Regions from separate parts of the Mus musculus genome. Here region 2 is linked to region 1. The links are chromatin contacts, called in public Hi-C maps. All regions are on one chromosome and are shown on one strand. The core of a region is the stretch at or near the end of the contact, and the rest is flanking DNA. Distances in the headings are between cores, read along the strand shown. Region 1 overlaps Pvt1 (Pvt1 oncogene). Region 2 overlaps Gm38563 (a long non-coding RNA gene).

The links. Hi-C and Micro-C count contacts between places; a contact is called where the count stands out from the background.
Region 2: a contact with region 1 is called in a Hi-C map of pancreatic cancer cells, with 2.8 times the contacts expected there. The contact joins two enhancer-like sites. A contact is called at or near these places in 1 of 484 Hi-C or Micro-C datasets (pancreatic cancer cells) and 1 of 9 other capture datasets (embryonic tail).

The regions. Positions count from the first base shown.
Region 1 is chr15:62,116,728-62,123,135 of GRCm38.p6, forward strand. The region is part of intron 1 of Pvt1 (Pvt1 oncogene); the gene reads left to right. Among named protein-coding and RNA genes, the nearest start is that of Pvt1, 82 kb to the left of the region's middle. Within about 2 kb of position 2,459, at least 64 of the 459 cell types and tissues checked have an H3K27ac peak or open chromatin away from gene starts, as enhancers often do. A contact at or near this core is called in pancreatic cancer cells, where this site is marked.
Region 2 is chr15:61,163,320-61,169,727 of GRCm38.p6, forward strand. It overlaps Gm38563 (a long non-coding RNA gene), which reads left to right. Exons shown (of 3, transcript XR_875374.2): 3 at 2,115-3,644. Among named protein-coding and RNA genes, the nearest start is that of Gm38563, 9.4 kb to the left of the region's middle. Within about 2 kb of position 2,617, at least 18 of the 459 cell types and tissues checked have an H3K27ac peak or open chromatin away from gene starts, as enhancers often do. A contact at or near this core is called in pancreatic cancer cells, where this site is marked.

The sequences.
Region 1 (6,408 bases), core at 1,209-3,708:
AGCCTACTGGATGCTCTCCTTAGGGTGCTCTCTGAAGGAACAAGGAGGAAAGGCCATTCCAGGGCTGTCAGAGCCAGATACTATGCATACTCAGGGAGGCTGAAAACATGCAGAGATCAGGTGTCATAGACAGGACCATCCTAGAGCACTTATGCTGTGGAAAAACGCTTCTCCTCAAGAGGGAGAACATTCTAGAGATAAGCCAGCATTCTCACTCAGGCCTCCCAAGAAAGGTATAAGTTGGTCCAGCCAGTAGTCTAGATTCACTGGATTATTACGGAACCTGTACTCAGTGCAGGACAGTGCGCTGAGAAATCACCCTGTCCTCCTGTTCAAGTCGTTCTTTAGTCTTTTCTAATGTTTCACTGGCTTTGTTCCATTGATTTGCTCTAACAGTCCTGTGACGTGGTTTCTGTCCTCATTTCCTAAGTCAGGAAACCAATATCCAGCCACTCTCCCACTCTGGCCTTCCCCAGCATCACAGTCCTGCATATCTTCTTATCTTGAATATCCATTCACCTAGAGCAGTGACACAAAGAGGTGTCACCTGGGTGGCCTTGGTTGAGTTATGTATGTAGTCACGATCTCAGGCAAGTCACTCATCATGGCTTCTGTTTCTCCACGTATAAAATGGGTGGTAACAGGGTCTCTCTCAGGGAAGAGTTTGGGGGTTAAACCAGATACAATTAGGACAGGCCTAACACAAACCAAGGGACTTGGACAGAGTCTCATTATCATCAGGTTACCAATTTACAAGTGACCTCACAGAGAGAGGGTCAGGAGCTTGCACATGAGATGGGTTAGTCCTTTTTCCAATGGGAGCTCCTTCCTTGCCCTGTCCTACGTACCTAGTCATAACTATGTAGGTTGTTTTTGTAGCTTCCCAGTCTTCCTTGATTAACCACAAGATGGGGGTGAGCTGGGGGGAAGAAATACCCGGCTGATGCTTATGGAGTTAATTAAGATTTTCCTGGGTTTCATTTGTTCTCCTGGTTAGCACGAAGATAAATCCTCCAAATGGCTGGGAGGGTTTCGGCTGACAGTGCATTGTGAATTCACATAGCATTTGCATCTTCCTGGGGATGATAAATGTTTAGATAACGACAAACAACGGGGAGGGGGAAAGAGAAAACTGGGGGAATTCAGGTGGGGCTGATCAGATTGGCCCCCCTCCGTGGTGTGATGAACCAGCGATAAACGGCTTAACTGACATATCTGATGCCCTCTGCTTCCCATGTAAGACTGAGGAAAGTGGCTTAGTTTTGTTGTCTGATGAAGCCAATGCCTTCCTGATGCTTCTGTGGGCTGATGTGAACCCGGTTCTCACATATATATCAAATGGCATGGTGTCTGGGTGGACACCAACGTCCAGGATTTTACATGTTCTACTTTATTGGACATTCCCAATGTGCCAGTGTTCGATTTAATTTTCCTAGCAGTTCCAAAGGTGAAAAAGCTGTATAATCGTCATCCTGCAAGTGTTGAAATGGAAGATGGGAGGGGTCCAGTCCCCAGCTAGCACGCACTCTAAGATGGGATCCCTTCCCTGGGGCTTCTGGACACACCTTTCTCCATCATCTGCTTGCTACCCAACAAGTGTCCACGTTTAGTCCGTAGGTGGCAGGTTGCTGCTTCCTGCAGATTCAGACATCAAGGGCCCTCAGAAGACACTCTGACTACCAGCAAGAGGCTGGATACCTGAAGCCTGTGGAAGTGACAGGGCCTTTTCTGTTTATAGTCACTGCTCTCCCGCAGTCTCTGGAAGTCATAAACCTAAGCCAGCCAGTGCTCAGGAGGATGACTGGAGGCTGTGCCTTTTTGTCTGCTAGGGGACAGTGAATGCAGGTGTGACAGGCAGGGCTGGTGGAAGAGGAAGCTTGCTCCTTGCTCTCTAGTTCAGACCGTTTTTCCTGGATTCCTAGCTGATTACATGGCGCCTCCAATGATCAGATTGAGGAGAGGAAGCCAGAAAGTTCTGGCATTTTCCTACTAAATCCTCACCAGTTTAAATCAGCACCCTGTCTAGTCCCCCCCCCCCCCCACCAACCCATCCCACTTGAGACAGGGTCTCAGGTACCACAGGCTAGCCTCAAACTTAATGGACAGCAGAGAATGACTCTAAGCTTCAGCCTCTATCTCCTGGTTGCTGTGATCACAAGTTTGCACCACATAGTCTGGTTTTATTAGGTGCTATGCATCGAATCCAGTTCTTCTGGATTTTGTACTGAGTTACTTCCCAGCCCAGAAGGACTTCTTTTGAATGATCACCTCAGCGATTCTACATGTGGGGTAGCCCAAGCCGCAGTCTTACTGAGGGTGTAAACAGAAGGGGAGGGGTGTGTGTGTGTGGGGGGAGAGTGATAGCTGAAGAAAGTACACATTCCACACCCAGCCCCTTCCTGACTCTGGTTCCCTGGAACTGCAAACAAGGAGCTGATTCACATGGCTGGCTCCGGGGCCCCCCTCGCTGGAGTTGAGAACCTGTGCCTTCCACTGACGGGGAGGAAATTCCATTTCAGTTATTCCGTGCTATGAGTTGCTCGGGGCATTCTCTATCTTGATTTTTAGGGCTGCGTCATCTTTTTGGAATTCGCACCCCCCTCCCAGTTTTCTTTCTTTGGGTGATATATCGAGGTGAAAGCTTAGTACAAATCTACAGGGCACAGTCATTCTCTGGCATCTAGGGCTTCATGTTTTTCGGAGGCTGGTCTGTTAGGGGCATGGATGCAATTGCCTTCTCCATCTTCCCACATCCATTTCTTAACCCTTCATGGGACTTCCGATGGGACACTCTATTTTGGAGGGCTGCAGTGTGTTACAACTCTTGGAAAGACTCCTTGAGGTGTAGTAGAAGAGGCCACCACCGTCAGTGTCCCAGTGAAGAAGTAAGGAACGCTGTCTCAGAGGTACACCAGCCTCATCACCAAAGCTGCCATCCAGCAGACTGTTCGGCTAGTTTCCTGACTCTTCCAGCTGATCCCCGTCTCCACCTGATCTTGGTTTCACACCTGCCACAGTGTCTGTAAATCCCCTTCTGGCTTCCTTGACAGACTCAGCTGCTCTGCCTCTCAGCTCACGGCCACTGTGTCCTTTTCTTTGAGGTGTCCTGTCTCTCCCATGAGACTGAACATTTCCGGGGAGAAGTGGTAGCTTTGGATCCACTGCCTATTCAGAGCCATTTATCTGGGGTGAGTTCATGTTTGCCAAAGAACTCTCCAGAGCCCTGTTTGACACTTTTAAGTGTATATGAGTGTGTACTAGACTACACAGGCCATCTCTTCCTTTTCTTCTTCCTCTCTGCGGCTGTTTCTGATCCAGAGTACCACTGAGGGAATAAGTGGCTGCTGCCCCTGTATTCATAGGATCATTCCCAAAAGTCCTACCTCCTGCTCCTCAAATTCAATGAAAAAGCAGCCATGTAGTTATGAAGGTATTTGCAGAGATGTGTGGGTGTGGGGCATGGGATGAAGGCAGAGTGAACCTAACCTGGCCATTTGTAGCTTGTGCTCTGGTAGCATAGGAGTCTAGATTCTTTATTCTCCAAGCTAATTTAGGAGATTGGTTCAAGGACCATGGAGGAGATGCAGGCACAAACAAGTTCAATATGTGCAGGGATCTCTGTGGGGTGAGGGACAGCTGATCACTGAAGCACTCAGTAGATGCACACAGGATGGGACCTTTCACTGTAGTTCTGAGCATGGAAGACATGTTTATAATCTGCCTTTGAGATTGAAGATCGATCTAACTCGTGCTCCATAGGAAATTCAAGGCCAGCTTGGATAAATTGACATCTAGGCTTAGGGGGAAAAAAACAATAGGAAGGAAGGAAGGAAGGAAGGAAGGAAGGAAGGGAGGGAGGGAGGGAGGGAGGGAGGGAGGGAGGGAGGGAGGGAGGGAGGGAGGGAGGAAGGAAGGAAGGAAGGAAGGAAGGAAGCTGAAGAGGGGCTTTAGGGGTGCCTTTGTGATTCCTCTTAAGGGTGACACAGACAGAGACCAGACATCTGAAGGGGTAAGATATTATGAAAATTTTTGATCAAAAGTTGTAGAGAGACACACAGGATGCCTTGTGTACTTGTAGGACGGGGGTAGCCGAGTTCTTTAAAAGCTAACAGAACACAGAGGAACAGCCAGGCCTCTCTGAGCTGTGCTGAAGAGGACCTGGAGGTCAGATGTGGGGTCAGAATGCAGAGCAGTGTGAAATCCTGACCTGAAGCATTCTTCAGCAAGCTGAAAAAAAGGCAAATTTCCTTCCTGCGTTCTGTTTATTAGTCCCTTCCTTGTCCCCGTGCCTCTGCCCTCCCACTCACCACCCTGAGGATGGTCACAGGGCCTGTGTGTGACTGCTAGTCTGGTGCTGACCCACTGACCCACACTCTCTGTTCCTGATGCTCTTTTCTTTATTTAAAACAAAACGAAACTTAACTTTTTTTTTTGTAACTATAGTGTTATTTTGTCCCTCTAGTATTTATTTCAATAAGCAGAACATCTGGTTAATAATTAAGAAAAAAACAATCCTTAACTATCAGTCATATCTCCTCTAACAGAAATCCAACAGGTCGGAAACTCAAGATCTGAGTGGTGGCCCGGCTGTATCTGACTGTGACCTGTACCCAGCAATTCCTCCCTGCCCTCCTGCCTGCTTCTTCACATCCTGCCTGCCTTCTTGACCTCCTTTTGCAGTTGAATCCTTTACCTATTGATACCGGCCGCCCTCACCAGCGAGATCAGTTCACTGAGATGATTGCCTGATGGGGTTCATTAGCTTCGTGAGAAATAATCATAGCTGACATTTATCTAGTGATTATTAACTTGGAGGCAATTGAAATTAAACCTCTTCTGTTATATATAATTTAACTTGTATAGTAACCGTGAGAGATACAGGGTTACAATTAATTAGCCCCGTTTTTACAATGAGAAAACTATAAGAACAGAGAGGCTAAGTATAGTGTTTGAGTTACACAGCTGAAAATGTCTGGGATTGTAACTCTAATGCCAGGCTTTACTCCTTGGGCTTCTAACTGTGGTACCATGAGTGCCAGAGGAGGTGTGGCAATGTCAACATTGGTTGGTTGGTTGACATTTGTGTGGTGAAAACCCGACAGGAGTCACCGGAAGAGAGCTTCCTAGAATATTCAGCTAGGCTTGCTGGCAGGAGATTGGAGAACAGATGGGGATATGGGTTTTGATTCCCCGGCAGCTTGTCTGTCCCAGAGCCAGGGTCTGGAACCTGGAGCTGCTGGGCCTTGAACCCCAAGCTCCTCTTTGTCCAGTTCTGACCATCCTAATGGGGGTGGCGCAGGACTTGGAACTGGCTAATGGCTTGCTCTTCCTCCTCCCTACCCCCCACCCCCAATTTCCCTTTGAAACTTCGGGTTTGTGACCATACTCTTTATTCCTGGACTGTGTCAGATGCCTGAATGCCGAGGCATCCGAACTGTGAACTGTGCTGGGGAATTCTGCACATGGAAGCTCCTCAAAGATGCAGCAGCTGGTGATGGCACCCACTTCCTGTGCTGTCTCGCTTCTGTCTCCTCAGAGTGCCATCGAGGAAAGTTGAGACTCCCTGTCCTTGCTAGGGGATGGTGCCGTTAGTAACACCTAGCTCTGTTGGCCTCAAGTTTCCCTTATCTTAGGCTAGAGAAGGACAGAAAGAATAGCTTTATGCCCAATCAACTGTTTCAACTGAACCCCACCGCAGGTTATGGGTGGGACATGGTTAGTGGCGGATAAAGACTGGGTGAGGCTCATGTGTGGGGAGGTTGGTGGATGAGGCAGGGGCCCAGGAGAACAGTCTTTCAGAGACAGTCTTGGCTTTGAATGCCCAAACGAGGTGAGCCTTAGGGCCTGTCTACTTCTTCAAGGGGACATTATGCTGCAGCTTGGTTGGAGCCCATCGTTCAGTGAACAGTGCAGTGAGGAAGTGTTTGTTTTGTTTCAAGTCATGTAATAACAGCTAGGTAAATTTCCAAGCACTTCCCAGGTACCTGCCAAGTGCTTTGTATGTGTGAACTCATGCCTGACAGGATGGGTGCTGTCGCCTTCACCCCTCTGTTACACAAACCGAGGGGCTGAGTAATGCACACAAGGTTCACAGCAACTAGGGCCAGATGGCAGAGCAAGATTCTACCAGTGGCCTTCTACCAAGGGAACACAGCAATGGTTGTGGGGGTGTGTGTGTGTGGCGATGGTGGTCCATCATCTGTGGCATGCCCAGAATACTTGGCAGAAGTACCCTTAACTCTAGCTTAGGAGTTAAGTTTTTCTTTTGTTTGTTTGTTTTGGTTTTTTGAGATAGGGTTTCTCTGTGTAGCCCTGGCTGTCCTAGAACTCACTCTGTAGACCAGGTTGGCCTCGAACTCGGGAGTTAAGTTTATTGCTGGTTATTGTACATGGTGGCATGGGCTTGAT
Region 2 (6,408 bases), core at 1,367-3,866, 950 kb before region 1:
AGAGACTTCCGGTTTGGATGCAGAAGTCCAGAGAGGCAAAGCATAGCATAGGACGAGGTAGGGTAAGGAAAAAGTGCAAGAGGCTAGCAGAGGAACAAATTATGCAAAATATTTCACATTAAGAGAAGGCTTGTATTGACAACGTAGCAATAGTTACTAGAGAGCTAGTGGTCTAAGGAAGAAGAGCAGTTAAGATACCATGATGACACTGGTTGGGTGTTATTATGGCTTGTATTTAGAGGGTCTTCCAGGTACTCATGTATTGAAGGTTTCAGAGGTCGGGCTTTGGAAGGCAACGAGGGCTCTGACCTCAATAATGGTTTCACATATGGATAGATTAGTGATTTTATACCATTAGTGGATATGATAGTTCATGAGGAGATGGGTCTAATCAAAAGAAACAGGTTACCTGCTGGGTACACTCTTTGTCCTGATCTTTGCCCCTTTCTCTTTCTCCCTACTTCCATTCTTAACTTCTCTTCTTTCTGACCACCATTCCATCATCAGCTCCCCGTTATCTGCCTCACTGACCCCAAATAAACCCGCCCTCCTCTTAAATAATCTCACCTACGTATTCTATCACAGCAGTAAAAGGTTGATTACCACAGGTGAGTTCATCAACTTTACCAGATACAGTAATGGAGTCACTGGAACTGGATAGGCGACTGTGCATGAGAAAAGGAGGAGACGCCAAAGATAGAAGTGAGACCTTTGAGCAGTGGGTAAGTGAAGGAGATATTTACAAGGAAGGAGAAAAAAGGGACATTTTCGTAAAACAAAATAAAACAAGCAAACAAATAATCTCAACAATTTCATTTTATTGCTACTACAGTAAGTACCTATTTGAATCTGAGCAGCAGAAATATCTTGAGGAGATAGGGTCTAATCAGAAGAAACAAGTCACCAGGGTTTATATACTCTTGGTCCTGCTCCTTGCCTCCCTATTTCTTTCTGTCTCTGTCTCTCTCAAGTTGAGTACCGAATAGATGAATCTGTAGTCTTCAAACACCAAATAAATGTCACAGTGTACCAGACATGGCTCCTAGCAATGCAGCTGTGTTTAGTGCCTGATTGGAATCAGATGGAGAGAGATAGAGATAGACACAGAGAGAGAGTCAAAGAGATGGGGAAGGCAAGGATCAGAACCAAAAGTGTACCCGTTCTGGTGACTTATCACCCTGGTGATATGTTTCTTCTGGTTAGACCCCATCTCCTCAAGAAACAGCTAACTTGCTTGTGATGATAACTTACACAGCATCTTCTAAGTGAAGAATTAAACTAACAAGTTAAGAGGTCTGGAGAAGCCCATCAACATGTTTAGTTGAAGAAAGGGGGAGGGACCTTCCCAGAAGAGTGAGAAATCATAATGAGGGAAGAATGGAAGAGACAGACTCAGTCGTTTATGAGGAGGGCTGGTCAGTCCTGCCAAGTTCGGCTGAAGGGACAAGAAGCAGGAAGTCATGGAGCCTTCGTGTCACATACTAAGGGGTCAGGACACAGATCCAGCCACCTGCTCCTCCTGAAATCTGTTTTAAAAAACAGCAAGATGCACAAAAGGACAGCAGACAGTGTAGTTGGGAAATCACAGAATCTCCTTGTAGCTTGTTTATAATAACTTGGACATGCTACATTTTCTCAAGATAAAGGAGCAATGTCTTGTCCATTACCCTGCCTGATTGGAAGCTGAGAGGATATGGACACTTATTCCAGAGAAAAGCAAGCCTCAGGAGGCTCTGGCTCACTAATGACTGTTTCTCCATGATTTCTCCTGTCCCCTTTGACCACTGCCGTGGCTACTGTCGCATCACTTCAATTCCCAGGACAGTACCATTTGCCAGCAGATTCTGCTGTCGAAGCAAAAGCTTCCTGGCTGGTTATATAAAACACAATGTGGGAAAGAGTTAATTGGCAAACAGAGTGACTATATTTGCAACCCAAGAAGGCCTGCTGTGACTTGCTATCTGCAGAGCTAAGCAGCTTGCTGTACAAGTGATATTCGAAGCTTACTGCTGTTAATGCCAACGGGGCCACTTAACACCTCCCTGTAAATGGTCTCAAGATTAATATCTTGCCATTTAGGTTATGTTCTTTTTTTTTTTTCTTTCCCTCCTTAGGATGAGAAATTTTCTTCATCTTTTGCCTAAGAGAAGGTCAGACATGGCAAATCCCTGGGGTGAGAGGCCCACTGGAAAGTTACTGTATAACTACACTCCGTGCAGTATGAATCACAGAACTGGAAAATTACTCAGCAATGAGGAAAAGACATGGCCCGTGGAATCCAAGACCTGCATTCATATCTGTAGACATGAGTTTAACTTAAATTAGTAGTTCTCAGCCTTTCTAATGTAGCAACCCATTAATACAGTTCCTCGGGTGGTGGTGACCCCCAACCATAAAGTTATTTTGTTGCTATTTTAAAACTGTAATTTTCCTATTGCTACGAATTGTAATGTAATGTAAATGTATGTGATGGTCTTAGGTCACCCCCGTGTAAGGATCCTTTGCCTGCAAAGGTGTCATGACACAGAGGTTGCGAACTGCTGACATAACGTGTCAGCATTAACTTTCTTTTATTTAGTGAGAGAGGGAACACAGTAACTCGTTATCACTTTTGTTGGTGGACAGCTCATTCTAACCAGGCCTCCTCCCTTTCCCACTTACTGAAGAGTCACAGCTTCAGCTGTGCATTCTTCATGATTGTTCCACCCCTTCCTTCAATAATGTTCTTTCCTTAGGACTTTCTGACATCCTGCATGCCTAAGGGTTCCTTCTGTTTTCTTCTTCCTCGAATTTCCGTAATAGCTACTTCTCAACTGATCGAAGAAGCAGGAGGTAGGCTGTCTTCTTGATTTTTCTTACACACTCCCTCTAGTTAGTAGCCATTATCATCTCATTAGGCACCATGCATGTGCTGACAACTCTCAAATGCATTTCTGGAGCCTACACGTGTCCTTGAGATATGGTTTGTTTCACTCACCTGCCCAGCTGGCATTTGCACTGGGGTGCTCTTTAATCAACATGTATCTTATATCAACATACTTCTGAGTCATGAACACCTCCTTAAGAATCTAGTTTCCCATGTTTACCACTCCTAAATCAAGTGTACCACAACGATCCTCATGACTTCAGCTAGAAGTCCCAGGTTCATAATCTTTTCCTCTCTTTCTTGCTCTCTATATATATGTTCTCATATGGACTCTAATTCACAAAAACCTATTCAGTTCATTGATTTCTGAATGTTTTTATGCTCATTTCCTGGGTACTGCATTTTTCATTGCCATTCTAGAGCCACTTGCCATCCTTCTCCATCCAGTGCTATTGCTTGGCAGGCTTGGCATCATCAGTTCCCTAGTTGCTGTGCTTCGGCTGTGAAAACAGAGAGAAGGAAAGCCTGGGGTTAAGGGATGTGTTCCATGCTTTCCTTGATTTGAGGCTTACTATACACTGAAGGAATCATCAATAGTAAGCCTACTTTATCCATACAGGAAGCCATTCTCTTGCTCCAGGTCTCCAAGATTCTAAACAGTATTCTTGTGGCTTCTGTGTACCCTGACTTGAATGAAGTCTGTATTGAATGTCCCCAAACTATTTTTACTTGAAAATTCTCTTAGGCTTTCTATTGCTGTGAAGAAACTCCTTGACCAGGGCAACTCTTTTTCTTCTTTCTTTTATTAATCACTTGATTTGTTTACATTTCAAATGATATCCCCCTTCCCAGTACCCTGCCAACCCACTCCATCCCATTCTCCCTCCCCTTTGCCCTTATGAGGGTGCTCGAACACCCACTCTCCCACACACGCCTCACCACTCTAGTGTCCAACTATGCTGGGGAATCAATAGGCAGAACCCCCAGTTGATGTATCGAGCTCACCCATCTCAAAAAATTTACCCCAGAATTGTTTCTGTCTAAAGGAAAGGCAGGGACAAAGAGTAGAGCAGAGACTGAAGGAAGGAAAGGCTACCCAGAGACCACCCAACCTAAGGATCCATCTCATCTGCAGACACCAAACCCCAACACTATTGCTGATGCCAAGAAGCTCTTGCTGACAGGAGCCTGGTATGATTGTACCCTGCACCTGATCATGGCAACTCTTATAAGGAACCATTTTATTAAAGATAGCTCCCAGTTAAGAGATTTAGCTCATTATCAGTATGTCAGGAAGCATGGTGACTGTACTGGCTAGTTTTGTGTCAACTTGACACAGCTGGAGTATCACAGAGAAAGGAGCTTCAGTTGAGGAAATGCCTCCATGAGATTCAACACTAAGGCATTTTCTCAATTAGTGATCAAGGGGGAAAGGCCCCTTGTGGGTGGGACCATCTCTGGGCTGGTAGTCTTGGTTCTATAAGAGAGCAGGCTGGGCAAGCCAGTAAAGAACATCTGTCCATGGCCTCTGCATCAGCTCCTGCTTCCTGACCTGCTTGAGTTCCAGTCCTGACTTCCTTGGTGATGAACAGCAGTATGGAAGTGTAAGCCGAATAAACCCTTTCCTCCCCAACTTGCTTCTTGGTCATGATGTTTGTGCAGGAATAGAAACCCTAACTAAGACAGTGACAGTCAGGAAGACATGGTGATGACAGTTCTATATCCAGATAAGCTGGCAACAGGAAGAGAGGGTGACCCTGGGCCTGGCTTGAGCATCTGAAACCTCAAAGCCCATTTAGAGTGACAATACTTCCTCCAACAAGGTCACACCTACTTCAAAAAGTACCACTCCCGGAGGGCCTATGAGGATAATTTTATTAAAACATCACAAGAATGTATATTTTTTTTTACTGGTTTCAGTTCAAGCCTCCTTATATCTTTATTTGAATCAACATGGACACACAAACACACAGTCATGCCCATACACGTGCACATATATACACACAGATAACGAAAGAAGACATCTCTCTATATCTCAATCTATATCTATCTAATTAATTATCATCTGTATATTTATGTGTCTTTCTATCTATCCATCTCTATCATCTATCTATCTATCTATCTATCTATCTATCTATCTATCTATCTATAATCTATATGTTTGTGTGTCTATTGATGGGGCGTGGGTGGTATAAAGAGAAAAACTGTTCTCCTAGCTATTCTAAATCTATTGAACCAACTTAATATAGTCTTTCTGCAACAGTGATTATTATAATGTATGCACTGTATCACTACGAGGCTAACAGGAATCCATAAACATCCAGTTTTTTTTTTTTTCACAACCTCTTATCATGGAATCAAATCCTCTTCTGAACTTTCCCCTACTAATTCCTCCAAGCACATCTTCCTGGCTTCTACAGCTTTTTCTTGCATCCCAGTCAGGCAGATACTACTAAATTCTCTAAAGCGCACCTGCATAATTATTTTTTTTCCTGGATTGGAGATGAACTTTGCTGTCATGAATCAAAACTTCTGAGAATGTGACACAGAATCTTAAGTGGACCAAGGTAATGGCTCAATGAGTTCTGAGACTGCTCAAGCTGAGAACCCTAATTAGGATCTCCAACACCCCACCAAAATCTAGATGAGGTTGCATACTCTTCCCACCCCCACCCCCAGTGCTTTGGAGGAAAAGGGGGTAGAGCATAGGGGATCGATGCCCAGAGATTACAGCAAGCCCTAGTTCTGAATAACATGGCATCCTTTCTTGTTTCTCCCAGAGACAAGGGGCCAACTACTTCCTCTGTTGAACAGGCATGTCTATCTCATTGTGAAACCACCTACAGAACCATGGAAATGGAATTTAACTCAAAAGACCTCTCCCAAGAGGGAAGTATGAAGTGAATGGGGCTTCCCCTTCCCTTACTTTTATAATTACTTCTTCTAGATAAAGCTATAGCAAAGTATGATTACAGGCATTTTTCAATGGCTCTTGTTCCTGGGCTATGAGCTTTTGATTAACTAGAATCTATCAGGACTGAGTGATATGGAAGAGCTGGCACTGGTCTTGGCTCAAAGGTCACCTATCTAGATTTGTGACTCACAAAATCCCTAAGAGTCATTAACCATTGCTTTCCCACAGCCTAAAGGGTGGGAACATTTACTTCAATAAAGTTTGGAGATCTAATGGATATGGACATTTTGTAATAGAACACTTGAAGTCAAAAAAGTACTCCAAAACATTGGTTTCCTTTTCCACACTTGACAACGAGTAGAATGTGCCTTGCCATTAGCCACTCCAAGCCGTGTCAATGGATACCATTGGACAAAACAGTGATTATGCCTGCAAGGGACCACCAATTATTGGTGAGCTGCCTAGCTATCCTGGGAACCACGGGCCAACTAGTCCATGACCTTTAGTCTTAAGTGACCTCCAAATTACCAGTTAAAATGAGCACTTCTGTATGTCTTTGAACTATGAGGATTTATATAAAGTTGGCTGAAGAACACCAAGAGTAGGTTATGAGTCACTTTAGAGCCCA